Linked DNA regions of Zea mays: region 2 is linked to region 1. The links are chromatin contacts, called in public Hi-C maps. All regions are on one chromosome and are shown on one strand. Each heading gives the region's core, a stretch centred on a gene start, on an enhancer-like site or on the middle of the called end of the contact. The rest is flanking DNA. Distances are from core to core; before and after follow the strand shown.

What was found. Hi-C and Micro-C count contacts between places; a contact is called where the count stands out from the background.
Region 2: a contact with region 1 is called in a Hi-C map of ear, with 1.5 times the contacts expected there. The contact joins the promoter of LOC100282150 here to the promoter of LOC100284310 in region 1. A contact is called at or near these places in 4 of 25 Hi-C or Micro-C datasets (bundle sheath, ear, endosperm and 1 more) and 1 of 3 datasets of contacts at active chromatin or transcription factors (leaf).

What each region holds. Positions count from the first base shown.
Region 1 is chr4:22,448,369-22,451,068 of Zm-B73-REFERENCE-NAM-5.0, forward strand. LOC100284310 (RALFL33) reads left to right here and starts at 1,259. Exons shown (of 1, transcript NM_001157205.2): 1 at 1,259-1,991. The coding sequence starts at 1,415. The coding sequence ends at 1,744. LOC100276521 reads left to right here. Exons shown (of 3, transcript NM_001150287.1): 3 at 1-275.
Region 2 is chr4:22,829,323-22,832,022 of Zm-B73-REFERENCE-NAM-5.0, forward strand. LOC100282150 (adenosylhomocysteinase) reads left to right here and starts at 1,360. Exons shown (of 3, transcript NM_001155062.2): 1 at 1,360-2,115. The coding sequence starts at 1,405.

The DNA.
Region 1 (2,700 bases), core at 9-2,508:
GAGCTGCAGTTCTTTTCTCTAGATTTGTATATATGGCTGGCTGTTATGTACATGCATATACATCTTCATCTCAAGTTTGCTTTTTGGAGGGAAGCTTGGACGTGCCCTACAAGTTTTTTTTTGTAAGTTATGTCATCTTACACTAGTACACAATAGCATCAGCCTATCAACGCAGAGGACGTGTGACATAATTTTATGGTCCCAAAATAACTGGGCATTTTGCTAATCTAGAACGACATTATTTTGGAATGAAATGAGTTGTATCAGCATTTGTACCTTCAAATTAGTTTAGTTTGAAAGCATAAATCTGATAGGCCTATTGGGCTTCCGGTTGCAGCACTGCTGGGCAGTTATTCTACCACAAGGGATGCAGCAGCAGCCATGACAGCACTGCATGTCTCCAGCAGCAGTTTACCTGTTTCTTATCTCATCTTTTATTTTAAACTTTATTATATGAATAATACATATATCTTATCTCAATTTTTTATTTTAAACTTTATTATGTGAACAATATGGTTGTAGTGAAAACAATATTTTGCACAACTATAGTATTTCTATTTCAAACTTCATTACGTTAATAATACAGTTTACAATGCAAAACAATATTTGCGCAACTATATGTATGATCTGCTGAAGACAGTAACATCACATCTTTTATTTCAAACTTCACTAAGTAAACATTACAATCTGCAGTGTAAGAAACTGCCGCTGCTAAGTGTGCTTCTCTTGTCTCTCAGATCAATAGCAGCAGCAGGCGGGCAGCTGCTGCTTACTCATGCAGCCAAACACTACACTATTATTAGGTACCATTAACATTATTTTTAAAATAAACTTACTTAGATTTAAAATGATTTAAGTCATCAAGAAACGAGATAAGTTGCTTTGGAACGGTGGGACGGAGGAGAAAACAACTTGGACTCCATTCCTGTCCATATTGAGGGCACTGTCAAGTGACATGATATCCAAAGCTTGTGCCAGGCAGGCATCGTGACCACATGAGCTGCCAAAACCCCATGATGGCACGGCACCTGAGGAATAGCCGCTTCTCTGAACTTTCGATAAGAAAACAATTTCAGAAAAGTTCCAGTTAGTACAAACCATTCGGTCGTGGTAAAAGTAACATTTGAAGGAAACCTCATCCTCTCCCCATTTGAGATATTCCCTCGCTCGCTCAGCAGCAGGAGGCAGCGGCTGCTGTCAACAACAACTGGCTGTCCGACACCGCATTTAAGCTTCACCCTCCCCTCGGGCCTCCTCCACTAAAACTCGGATAGATCTCAGTGCAGTGCTTCCCTGTTCCCTCCATCAAGAAACAGCAAAGATCCAGTGCAGAGAGAGAGAGAAGCGCCATGGCACTCTGAACAAGAAAAGAAAGAGCTAGAGAGATCTCAGTCAGCCAGTCTCTCACAACACAATGCCGGCAACCACCAAGCCGATCTTGCTCCCAAGGGCGTGGGCAGCAGCGCCACTCCTCCTCCTGCTGCTGCTCGTCCTGCACGGGAGAGGAGGCCACTGCGTCGGCATGGAGGCGGCGGAGCTGGAGATGGACTCGGAGGCGCACCGGCGGCTGCTGTGGGAGGCGACCACGGGGCGGAGGTACATCAGCTACGACGCCCTGCGGGGCGACGTGGTGCCGTGCTCCAGGACCGGGGTGCCCTACTACAACTGCCGGATCTCGACCACCGCCAACCCCTACACCCGGGGCTGCGAGAGCATCACCAGGTGCAGGGACGCGGATCCCTAGGCTCTTGCTTTGCTTGCTCCGTCGCCTTGCAAAGGGAAGTGGGTGTGGGGCTGCTGCTCCTCGCTCCTTCGACGCTGCAGGGCGGTGTTGCTGCAAATGCTTACTAAATGAAGTGTATTTTATTCTGTCTTCTTCTTTTTTCTTTCTTCCTCTTTTTTTTTCTTGGTCGTCCTTCCTCCTTTGCCGGGATATTTAGTAAGTGTAGTAATGAAGCACTAATACTAATGGATGAATCTCGTGTGCAAGATGTTGATGAGCAATGCTACAGATTACCGGAGAGACTTCATTGAGCTTTCAGATTCTTCAAAAAAAATGTTTTTGGGGAATATGCAACTGATGAGGTGATATTTTTTTTAAGAAAATTAACCAATACATAGCTCAGTTCGTCTCCCCAATGCGCTGTGTTGAATGAGCCACCTCAGGAAATATGCCTGCCTTTCAGCATGCCTGGTCTGGTGCTGAAAATGCTGTGCATTCAACCAACCATCCGTAGGCCTCACATCGTCACATGGATGCACCGACAAGCTGCAAAAGTGTTTTTTTTTAAGAAAAGTTCAGACTGCCAGAGAGCGCGCACAGTTGGGACCCTGAGGCCCTGACAAGAAATTGACTCTTGTCTGCTGCAGCTGGCACTCCGGAATTGGTCAACTACGTGACTGTAGATAGATATTCTTGTGCATGCCGACATTGGCCAGTTTACACTGGTATAAGCCAGTTACTGCTAATTTTCAAGGACTGTTTTCAGCCGATCATGTATATGCTCATACAAATCACTGTTTTGTTTTATACTGTAGACTATATTATTTACATGATCTAACTTGAAATAGGAGATCATATATATGACCATAAAAACACTATTTTATATTAAGATCGTATATAAAATCATACAAACCGTTATTTTATATTATAGACTTGAAATTTGAAATAAGAGATACATTGGATAAGTTGATCATAGA
Region 2 (2,700 bases), core at 110-2,609, 380 kb after region 1:
GATGTGGTGCAACAGATAGCAGTGCATAGTTCTATGCTCAAGGAACATTTGACGAAAGTCCAACAAAGGTTTAAACATTATGCTGATATGAGAAGGTTGCCTAGGGATTTCAAATTGAAGAAGAGGTGTTGCTCAAGTTATAGCCTACACACAACAGTCTGTGGTTAGCAAACAATGTCCAAAGTTTTCTTTTCGATATTTTGGACCATACAAGGTGTTGGAGAAAATTGGGAAGTGGCTTACAAGTTGGATCTACCAGCAGACTCTCAAATACACCTAGTGTTTCATGTGTCACAGCTAAAGCCCTTTGTGCCTCGTTATACACCGGTGTTCAAGAACCTTCCTGCTATGGTGGATCTAGAGAATGTTGAGCCAGGTAAAGTGCTAGACCGAAGATTGGTTAAGAAGGGGAATGCAACCATTACTCAGGTTCTGGTTAGGTGGACCAGTCCATCTCCAGATCTTGCAACATGGGAAGATTACCATGTCTTGAAGGCTCGTTTTCTAGCTGTTCTTGCTTGAGGAGAAGCAAGATTTGAAGGGGGATGTAAGGCCTGGTGATATTGCTACCTTTTGGTGTTAGGGTTTGGGTAGTATTTTGATAATATTTTGTTTGTAATCCATTAGTGGAATAATGACCGGTTTCTAGAAGTAGAAAGGGGTATTACACTATCGTGGTAGTAGGTGAGTTCATCCGTCCAATCTGTGCCACTGGAAGAGAGGACAGGGAGGAGTGGAGGTGCGACGACCAATGGTGGTGGCGGCGACGGCTGGAAGAGGAGAGCAAGGAGAATGAGAGAGGATGAAGCATGAATCGGGCTGTGTGACGGGAGAGCAGGTATTTTTAATTGGACCACTGTTTATTTTGAGAAATCGGAGGGTGTTTTTGCGAACCAAGTCTCGAGATGTGTCAGTATATGTATAACGTGTTTGGTTTGAGGAATAAGTTAGTCTATTATCTTCTCACTCCTCACTTTCTTGTTTGGTTTGTAAAATATAATGGTTTTATCCGTCACTATTTCCTTTATTTGGTAATAATTAGTGATAATTAAAAAAATAAGTTCATTTCACTAAATTTATAAAATAAACTCATAATGCACGAACTTATATAAAATAGATTGATTCCATCATTGGTCACCAATGTCTCAGATCCGCGCATCTCACCTGACGTCTTCACCCACCAACGGCACTCCGGTATGGCGACTCACCAACCCCCCACCAATCCCCCGCCCAGATCCGACGGCCGCTAATCGCCGCGTCCGCAAACCAACGGTCTGGCGCCGTCGTCTCTTCCCATAAAACCCTCCCCACCCCTGCCTCCCAACCGCGCCGTCTTCTCCCTCACTCCCGTTCCATTTCCCCATCTCCCAGATCCAATTCGCGAGTTCTCCCTCCTCTGCCGCCATGGCGCTCTCTGTGGAGAAGACCTCGTCTGGACGGGAGTACAAGGTCAAGGATCTCTCGCAGGCGGACTTCGGCCGCCTCGAGATTGAGCTGGCCGAGGTCGAAATGCCCGGCCTCATGGCGTGCCGCGCCGAGTTCGGCCCGTCCAAGCCCTTCGCCGGCGCTAGGATCTCGGGGTCTCTCCACATGACCATCCAGACCGCCGTCCTCATCGAGACCCTCACCGCGCTCGGCGCCGAGGTCCGCTGGTGCTCCTGCAACATCTTCTCCACGCAGGACCACGCCGCCGCCGCCATCGCGCGCGACTCGGCCGCCGTGTTCGCCTGGAAGGGGGAGACCCTCGAGGAGTACTGGTGGTGCACCGAGCGCTGCCTCGACTGGGGCGAGGCGGGCGGCCCCGACCTCATCGTCGACGACGGCGGCGACGCCACGCTGCTCATCCACGAGGGTGTCAAGGCCGAGGAGGATTACGAGAAGACCGGCAAGATCCCCGACCCGGAGTCCACCGACAACGCTGAGTTCAAGATCGTGCTCACCATCATCCGCGACGGGCTCAAGGCTGACCCCAAGAAGTACCGCAAGATGAAGGAGAGGCTTGTCGGCGTCTCTGAGGAGACCACCACGGGTGTCAAGAGGCTCTACCAGATGCAGGAGACCGGCGCCCTCCTCTTCCCTGCCATTAACGTCAACGATTCCGTCACCAAGAGCAAGGTGATTCTTGCTTGCCTTTCTTTGGATCCATTTCCTTTCAGATCTGACGTTCTTGTTGTGTGGATCTAGATCCTGCATGACTAGCAGTGTGAGATTTACTTGTTTATTGATGCCGCTGCTTTATATCTCAGTATCTCACTGCTATGGTTAAACTCTTGTGTATCTTCAGATTCGGCTGCTAGACGTTCTTGTTTATTGGTTGCTAGATGGTTAGTAATTTTTACCTAGTATTTGGATCTTCAGATCTCTGTTAGACAGGACCTGATTTTTGGGATTGATTGTAGAAGGCGAAGCATCTCGGGATATTTTAGGTCTTTTTTGTGTAGCCAGATTCGGCTGCTGTTATATGTTTGGTTCCAGTTACTTGACCTAAATCGCATTGTTGTTGTTGTGGATTTAGCGTTTCTCATTGTTGTTGTTTTCTGTTGGATCTGGATCCTGGTCTATGGTGTTGCTTATCTATCGGTCAAAATAAAAATTATTGTTAGCTACTTCAAATATTTTATACGTGTTTGGTCCATGTGATGTGTTTTGCATGTTTGGTGGATTTGACGACACTATGTCATCATAGCTAATAATTTCTTG